Linked DNA regions of Mus musculus: region 1 is linked to region 2. Evidence: chromatin contacts called from public Micro-C data. All regions are on one chromosome and are shown on one strand. Each heading gives the region's core, a stretch centred on a gene start, on an enhancer-like site or on the middle of the called end of the contact. The rest is flanking DNA. Distances are from core to core; before and after follow the strand shown. Region 1 holds the start of Hmx3 (H6 homeobox 3). Region 2 holds the start of Sox6os (SRY (sex determining region Y)-box 6, opposite strand).

Region 1 (4,561 bases), core at 1,739-4,238, about 16 Mb after region 2:
AGGAGACGTCCCTTGGTTTCTCTCATAACTCAGTTTTTTTGTTTTTTGTTTTTTTTAAGTGCTGTTTTCTAAGGGTGGTAGGGAATATTAGGGCCTAGGCTTTTAAATTCTTAGCATAGATTCTGTGTTTTCTTCAGGTACTTCTGTAGGCTCGAGGATGCCCCATAGAGGGCGCTGTTTGCCTGGCTTTTAAGGCAGCACGGTGCTGGCAAGTGGAGGGAACAAGACTTTCTGGAGAACAAGTAAATTGCTATCCAGGCACCCGAGCTTTTTCGAACCAGAAAGGAAAGCTCAAGTCAGTGCTTCCTGATGTTGACGTCCAGCTGGAGATGCTGACACCCAGTAAAGAGACCCTTTCCTCTAGTGAATACACACACACACACACACACACACACACACACACACATGCTCACATTAGGAAAGATACATGCTGGATCGGCCCAAGTAAGCTGCCTCTTAACTCTTCTTGGGTCCACACTTCTGGGTCTAGTCCTAGAACTGAGATCGGCCAGAAGCCGTGGACCGAATGTCTTTCACGCCTGTCTTCCTGGGACAGATATGTCTTTCAGGTCTACGGACTCATAGATGGGTTTGTTGCGGGTTTTGGTTTTGGTGTGTTTGTTTGTTTGTTTTTGTTTTGTTTTGAGACACAGTGATTGAACACACGGCCTCTCTGGGTAGGCAGAGAGTAAGGTAGCACTGACTCACAACGACCACCTTTCCGAGAAGTGGAAAGTGTTTCCTCTTTCCCTAATTTAAAAGAGTCCTTGTACATCAGAACTTTAGCAAGCGTGCACACGTCTGCAGCTTCTCCCTCACCAGACCCGCACATACCCTTGGGAGCCTCCTCAGCCTAGTGGGCCGCCAGGTTTGCTGTGCGCAAGCAGTGAGCTCCGAACCGATGTCGTCTATTCAAGAAGAACGATTTCTGCTTTGGGTGGGTGGGTGGGGGTGGCCGCTGCTTGTCCCACACTGTTTGGGCGTCTTAGGTACAGCCTCCTCTCTGGACACCTTTTCTCTATAAAATCTGAGCGTATTACCAACCCTGCTTGAGCCTCGGAGCTGTGATTGGCTCCAACTCGGATTTTAGATGATGCGCCCCTGTGCATTCCAGTAAAGCCTTATACGAAATCAAAGGAATAATAGTAACCATTTATAGAAGCGCTACTTACAAGGCAATAGTAGGGTTCGTTACCGAGGGTGGATGTCAAAACTTTAAATACGACCTTCAAGACTTGGTAGAGGCGGTTCTGGTGCCTTAGGTCTGAAAAATAAAATAAACCTACTTCTCATTTGGGGACCCAAAACTGTCCAGGCTGCGCTAGGTAAGCAAGAGGAGCTTGAATTAGGCAAGACTCAACCGAAAGATAAAGAACGGGCTGAGGCGGAGGAAGTTCAGGTGTGAAGGGATTTTCATCCAGGCTGAGAACAAATTGTCATCTTTCTCGGGCCAAGGAACTATCACCAGGGGAAAGGACCCCATGGAAATCTAGAATTGAACTGATTGTCTCTCCGGCTTCCTGCTTGACCCAGGGAGCTGTTAAGGTCGAATGAGTCCAGCTATTCCTCAGAGGCCCGCCGAGATTCTCCAGGGACTTGGAGGCCCTTGGGACATGCTGCAGGTGTCGTTGCCAGGGTCACAAACGAGAAAGGTACTCTTCTGCGCCTTCGGTTCTTGGCGCCTATATTAAAGCATTAGGCAGTTCCAAATGCCACCCTTTGGGGGGAAAGTGCTGTGTTCAGATCGCAGGCTTAAAGTTGATCTTTGAGCCGCGGACACAGTCACCAAGAAAAGAGCGGTGTCCTTCGGAGTACAGTTGTCAGTGAGGAAACACCGCTACCCCGACAGTTGCACAGGGGAAGCGCGTGCACAGAGTCGCATACCCAACTCCTACTCCTGAAAGATTCAGAATCACTCATCCATTTTCAGGACCAAAGGCCAAGGCTACGCGGATTCCTAAGTCGGCAGACTCTCGACTAGACGAAGAGCGGGGAAGCTCTTTTTGGCCGCACCCTGATTAGCAGGTTTGGGGAAAGAAAGTACTGAGTTCTTTCGGGGCCGGGGAGGCGCCCTACTTCCTGGACCCGCACGGCCAAGGCTTTCCAGCCGCGTGGGGCAGCTGGCCTCTGCCAGGCCGGGAGGGGTGGGAGAGCGGCCGCTGCTAGCGCGGATAACCCGGAGGTGACCCAGGCCAGCCTGCTCTGCCCCTCCCCCTCAGGCAGACCGGACAGCAGCCAGCCCGCAGCCGAGCTGCAGGGGGTAGAGGGAGGTGCTTGCTCCAGACTGGAGCAGGTCCGTGCGCTCCGGCCCGCCGGGGGCGTCTCCTTCTTGAGGTCCCTCGCGCGCCTCCCGCTTGGTGGGAGCTCTCAGAGTGCCTCTTTAGCGAGAGCCAATATCCTTTTGTGCTAATAGGTTTGTCCTCATTTGCTGCCTAATTGGACTATATAAAGCCAATAACAGGCGGGCTCTCATAGCCCGAAGCCAAAGCGCCAAAATCCGAGGGAAGGCGAGGAGGGGGCGGTAGAGGAGGCGGCTGCGGGGCCTGGGCTCGGCTGCGCCTTGGCCGGCCTAATCCCATTTGCCATTGTACGCGCCCAATCGCCGTATACTCCCCGCATTTAACTTGGATGACATTTTGATTTCATCATTAGCATCCGGCGCCGGATTGACGCATCCCCAAGCCGGGGACCGCTCTCGCAGCCTCCTCCCGGGGAGCCGCAGCTCCTACCGGCCCCCTCGCTCCCTCGGCGCAGAGGCAGGTCCGCTCCCCGCCCCTCTGGACCCCTCCCCCCATGCGAGCCCGCCCCGGCCCGGTCCCCACCCCGCCCTCCCGCGGCTCGATTCGCGCCCGGGGCGGCCCCCGACTTTGAGCCCCGTAGTTGAGTTCCGTTTATGGTCTGATTTCCGGCCCCTAGCCTGCTCGCCCCGCCGCCCGCCGCCCGCCTGTCCCGCTCCCGCCCTCCGTGGGACCCGGAGGACTGGGGACCATGCCGGAGCCCGGGCCGGACGCCTCGGGCACTGCCAGCGCGCCGCCCCCGCAGCCACCGCCCCAACCTCCCGCGCCCAAGGAATCCCCGTTCTCCATCAGGAACCTGCTCAACGGAGACCATCACCGGCCGCCCCCGAAGCCTCAGCCGCCCCCACGAACGCTCTTTGCTCCGGCCTCGGCTGCTGCCGCCGCCGCCGCCGCTGCGGCCGCCGCAGCCAAAGGTGCCCTGGAGGGCGCCGCGGGCTTCGCGCTCTCGCAGGTGGGCGACCTGGCTTTCCCCCGCTTTGAGATCCCAGCGCAGAGGTTTGCCCTGCCCGCGCACTACCTGGAGCGCTCCCCGGCCTGGTGGTACCCCTACACCCTGACCCCCGCCGGCGGTCACCTCCCGCGACCAGAAGGTACCGACCTCTCTTTGAACTTTCGTTCTCCCCTCTTTCCCTGTGGGCCGGTCACATTCCCTCTCAGAGATGGTGTCACTGCAGTTAGGGATGCCCCGACACCTGCCAACCAGAGTTTTGGTTAACTTCCTTCGGCCTCTAGCCAGCATCTTTCCTGCGCCGCTCGGCTACGAGGCCAAGGAAACCAATCCCACTTGCTGAGAAAAGAAGTGCAGTTGGAGGCCCGGGCTCTGCGATTCCCGGAAAAAAATTGTCCTCCAGCAGGAATGGGTGGCTTGGGATGGCCTTGGGGGGTGGGGGGGAGGCCTGGAAGGCAGGGTTGAACCTTAGCAGTGGAGAATTTTCCCGCTGGCCCCTGGCGTGGGAAACGCGAGATAAAAGGAGCGGCCCTGATCCCACCATTGCCTGGCCAGTCCTAGAAAGGCGAAGAGATCTTAGATCTTTCTGCCCCACTGCAGCCCAGCGGGGACACGGGAGAACCGAGGCCCAGGGCCAGTAGCCCGAGGCCAACGTGTGGGTTGCGCTTGGTGCTCCCAGATCCCTGCCTCGCTCAAGGCTGTGTCGCTGTGCTTGTGTGTGCGTCCGTTTGTCTGTCTCCCCAGCCTCGGAAAAGGCCCTCCTGCGAGACTCCTCCCCTGCGTCCGGCACCGATCGAGACTCCCCGGAGCCTCTGCTCAAGGCTGACCCCGACCACAAGGAGCTGGACTCCAAGAGCCCGGACGAGATCATTCTGGAAGAGAGCGACTCGGAGGAAGGCAAAAAAGAAGGCGAGGCGGTGCCTGGCGCGGCCGGGACGACCGTAGGGGCGACTACGGCGACACCGGGCTCAGAGGACTGGAAGGCGGGCGCCGAGAGTCCCGAGAAGAAGCCGGCGTGCCGCAAAAAGAAGACGCGCACCGTCTTCTCGCGCAGCCAGGTCTTCCAGCTCGAGTCCACATTCGACATGAAACGCTACCTGAGCAGCTCGGAGCGCGCTGGCCTGGCCGCGTCGCTTCACCTCACCGAGACGCAGGTCAAGATCTGGTTCCAGAATCGCCGCAACAAGTGGAAGCGACAGCTGGCGGCCGAGCTGGAGGCGGCCAACCTGAGCCACGCCGCTGCGCAGCGCATCGTACGCGTGCCCATCCTCTACCACGAGAACTCTGCGGCCGAGGGGGCGGCAGCGGCTGCGGG
Region 2 (4,596 bases), core at 1,894-4,393:
AGGTAAATAGGTACAGGAATTTGATCATTGACTTAAAGCCCAATATCTCCTAAAACAAGACAAATAAAAAATTTATATAAAACCTCAATAATGCCACCAAAATTTATCATTATGTTTAAAGTTATATATTTTGAAGCTTTATAAAAGGAAGATTTACTGGTTATATTGACACGTTGTAAATCCTTGCTTTTCCCTTATAAAGAAAAATATCGGTTGTTTTCTGCTGCTACTGAAAAGATGCTTCATAGACAGCATTCTCACAGCACATCACTCCATTTAAGACTGATGCTGAATGCATTAGAGTCAGTTTAAGACACAGGCACATGATAACTGCTTGATAAGTAGTCTCTTAACATTTGTTTTTACAATATATTGTTGAGTATTGTAGTTATGCAATATAGTACAGAATGTATCATACCACATAATTCTAAAACAGCTCAAATATTTGCATTTTAATTAAAAAACATATACTCCAAAAGAGCATTCCTTTTCTTCACTTCACAATAAAATCAACAACGAACCAGATAAAAAATAAACAATAACAAAAAAAACCTTCTCTTCCTGCCATAGTAAGAAATGTGGAAGGGCAGAGGAGAAAGAGGTGTCAGTACTCATGAAGTGACTAAGGGTGTCAGCTTGCCTGAGGAAATACCTGGTCTCTTCCTGGTATCCAGTCCTGATCACTTCATGTCTTTGGCCATAAACTAGATCCAATGACTTCTAGTGCACACTGGCTTTCAAAATGTGAACCATTTAGTGGAGTGTTTCCTTTTCTTAAGAACAGGAGCAATATAACATTTCTTATAAGGTCTCTCAAATATTGAGAAGAAATCTACATGTCATTGTGCCTCTCCACATGCTCATGTATGTGCATACAACAAAGACCCTCTGGAAAATGCATCAATAAAAATTCCCAGGCTGAGAGAACAGAAACTTCAGCTCTAACCTTGGTCATGCTATAAGAAAAGACTGTACTGGCTTCCATCGAAGCAAGAGAAACTTAGTAAGCCCCAGCTTCTCATCACAGAACCCCTGCTGCTGAGAAAGCTAACTGTCCCACTAGACCTGTGCAAGGTTTCGGGGAAGTGTTTGCTCATTTGTTTTGAAATTACAGAGAATCTTTCCAGTACTATATCTGAGAGACCTAGAAGCAAGGGAAGAAGGCAAATTGATGTCAGTGCCTAATTCTGAGTGCTGAATTCCACAGCGAGTGCCCAGGGTGGCAGAGGGATGACAGAGGAAAGGTCATGTTTGAAGCTGCACAAGTCTGGTCTGCACAGGGCCACAAGCCTTAAAGCTGGCCTCAGGCTAGGATGTCCCGGGAAGCTCAACAGGAAACTAGCATCCATCTGAGCAGACAGGGAGACAAAGCTCTGCTCTAAGAACCCCAAGCTGAACAGGAATGAGAAGGGAAACAACAGATCTGCCCAGCTCCCAGGTCCACTAGCAGCCCCAAGCAACTAGGCCTGAAGCGGGAGCAGAAACTACAATCAGGCACTGACACTAAATTATTGTGATAGACCTCTGAGAGTGGGGGAAGCAGGGAGACAAGTGAGCAGATCTGAAGTCTCTTCCCAAGCCAAGTCACACAGTGCCAAGACTGGCTGATCCCAATAGATGAGTGCACACAGAGTGTTTGAGCAGATTCTCCAGGGCAGCATGTGGGTAGGATGTGGCCAGGTTTGTTCTGTTTCCCCTTTCCCCATCCAGTCTGCAACCTGCCGCTGATGTTGGGTACCTTCTCCTAACCAGCACTTGCCCCTTAGCTGAAAACTACGAAAAACTGGAGAAGGAGAAAAGGCAAAAATCAAAAGCGAGATTTCATGGTCAGTCTTCCTAGCCAGGGCCTCTCCAGGCTCTCCTGGCCGGTTAGGCTTCCCTTGGGAATCCTGTAATCCAGAGCTGAACTGAGCTACTCAAGTCAGCCAAGCCCGTGCCTATGGGCCTTGGGGATGAGGTGCTGAGTACGCAGGCTAATTATACATGTGGCATTTGGGCAGCCAACTGTCCAGTTGACACCTTACCTTATGAGGAAGCGTCCTCCCCACCAACTGTTCAAAACAAAATGCCATCTCGGGATCAGCTTCGCCTGCTCTGGGCCGGTTCAGGGTTCCCTCTCCTACCGCCTCTCGCCTCTCCAACCTAACACAAGAATGTGGCCTAGGGAGGCCAGTCGCAGGCAGGCAGGCCCGCCAGGGTTGGGGGGACAGGCGGGGCGGGCCTTGCCAGGTGTCTGTCCTGTCCCCCCTCACTGTGGACCAGCTCGGGAACGTAACCACTTGACCTTTTTATTCACCGAACCCACCTTCTAGAAATAGACTGGGCGGGGCTGTGTCTGTTCTCGGACCAGGGGGAAAACCCGGACATGTGACTACAAAGGACAGAAGAGAGGAGACCCTGGTGGGCGGGGGGAAGGGGCATTCTCTCCACTGGGTTGCTGGCTGGGCGGTTCCGTGAGGGCCAAAAGCCAAGCCACTGGAGTTCACCCTGGAGCCCAGCGTCCAGGACCGAGAAGTCACCAGAACTCCCTCTCAGACATTGAAACTGGAGGTCCGGAGCCCAATCTATTGTGCCGCTGGGACAGTTTCGGACTATCTTGAGACTGAAACTTCAAGTGCGGCCCTTACAGGAGGCAACTCGCAGAAGCAGCCTAGAACAGCCCATCTTGCTAACTAGCAGCCCTGCCAGCCCAGTAAATGACTTATTTTAGACCACAAACTGGAGTCGCTGCCGATAACTGGTCATTCACACAAACAAACATTTTCAAACTTGGTCAGAGTCAGACAAGCTTAAATAAAACTCATAATACGCCGGAAACGACCACCTTTTATCTATCCGAACACACCAATTCTTTTTATCTTAAAGCTGCGCGGACCCGGAGCCAGTCTGTCCTCCGCAGAGCCCGGCCGTTCCTTTGCATTTGCAGCAGTTCAGCCCCAGCAGCCTTTGCACAAACCCGGGTCCTTCTTCGTACTGCCCTTTAAGGGAGAAAGCCGAAAGCAGCTCCCCCGGGGCAGGCGAGCCTCGCCAACACCGCCTCCCGCCCAGGGCCCAGCCGGTGCTCCGAACATCGGCCCGCAGCGGGCAGCCAGTAGCGGGCCGGGCAGAGAGCCTAGAGGGACGAAGGTTGCGGGTCAGGCTCTGAGCCGAGGGTGCCGGCTGAAGCGCAGAGGACCTGGAAGCCGAACCCGCGCGAGCCTTACGGGGCTGTCCCTCGCCCACGCCGTCAGCGGGCCAGCCTGCGCAGCAAGCGTGCTGAGCAAAAAGGACCACCGTTGGGTTGCAAACTGCCTTGGAGTTCGGTTTGTGTACTGCTGAGAGGACCATTAAAAGTAAAGTGCAATAGTGGAGGGAGCAAGGGGAACTGGAACTCGAGCGTCCCGGGAAAGTCGTGGGAAGCCCCGGTGGTGGAGGGCGAGGAGGGAGCGCGCGGCTTCTAGCCACCCGGGTTTTCTTTAATCCTCCGGGTAAATTTCACCCCTAGCGCGGAGAGCTACGAAGATCCTGGAGTCCCGCCCGCCCTAGGCCAGCGTCAACCCCACAACTAGCCAACGATCCCAGTCCGAAATGGGGGAGGTTCAGAAGCCCTGCGGGTCCTCCCGGCCCCTGAGCCACAGCCTGGCTAACACTGACGCCTCTTAGAACTGCGGCGGCGCAGTCACACGGCAAATCGACACTTTTCAAGAAAACAAAATATTCATTCTCTAACAAAACTAACTTCGCATTGAGTTTCTATTGGGGGAGAGGGGTTAACTCGGCCCTAAAGGAAGCCCGTTTTGTCCAGGTTAGATTTTGTCTACTTATGGATCAGCCGTTGGGTGAGGGTTTAATTTATGGCTTATGCATTCTTTTAAGGTCGATTTACATGACCTCCGGCTACAACTAAGATTGCCGAAGAGGGCACTCCAGTCGTCAGTCGGCCAAACCCACAATTACAACAGCCCTCCCCCACCTTCTGTGGCTCAGACTCCCCTGGCAATCTAAACTGTTCTCTCTCTCTCTCTCTCTCTCTCTCTCTCTCTCTCCCTCTCCCCCCTCTCCCCCCTCTCCCCTCTCCCCTCTTCCCCCTCTCCCCTCTCTCCCCTCTCTCCCTCTCCCCATCCTTTCCTCCTCCACCTTTCTCTTGTTTCTTCTTTTTTATGACTTTACTTTTTGATATTATGAATAACATAAAATATCACTTTGAAAGTTTCGCTAAAACTTTCTCAAAACCCAAGCAAGCATGCCGCGATGAAAGATCCAGTGTTCACAAAGCCCTCAAGATGTTGCCCTCTTGTGGGTACAAAGGGCATTGCCATCCAAGAGCCCCATCTGAACCCTAAGCTGGAGAATAGAAAGAGCGAGGGAAAGGGAGAGAGGGGAGGAAGAGGAGAGAGAGGGGAGGGGGAGGGAGAAGGAGAGAGAGAGAGAGAGAGAGAGAGAGAGAGAGAGAGAGAGAGAGAGAGAGAGAGAGAGAGAGAGAGAGAGAAACACTAACACAACACAGTAGGCACACCAACTTCTTCCATCCCACACTTGTGCGAACTTCCATGAAATACCTACCTCGAACTTTACGGAGACTTAACAATTCACTCTCTAAGCCACCTGACTTCTTTT

Evidence for each region. A called contact is a pair of places that touch in the nucleus more often than the background predicts.
Region 1: a contact with region 2 is called in a Micro-C map of embryonic stem cells, with 15 times the contacts expected there. The contact joins the promoter of Hmx3 here to the promoter of Sox6os in region 2. A contact is called at or near these places in 1 of 39 promoter capture datasets (cranial neural crest) and 3 of 484 Hi-C or Micro-C datasets (all in embryonic stem cells).

The regions. Positions count from the first base shown.
Region 1 is chr7:131,539,975-131,544,535 of GRCm38.p6, forward strand. Hmx3 (H6 homeobox 3) reads left to right here and starts at 2,989. Exons shown (of 2, transcript NM_008257.3): 1 at 2,989-3,388; 2 at 3,991-4,561. The coding sequence starts at 2,989.
Region 2 is chr7:116,028,836-116,033,431 of GRCm38.p6, forward strand. Sox6os (SRY (sex determining region Y)-box 6, opposite strand) reads left to right here and starts at 3,144. Exons shown (of 2, transcript NR_152104.1): 1 at 3,144-3,332; 2 at 3,485-3,715. The region is part of intron 1 of Sox6 (SRY (sex determining region Y)-box 6); the gene reads right to left.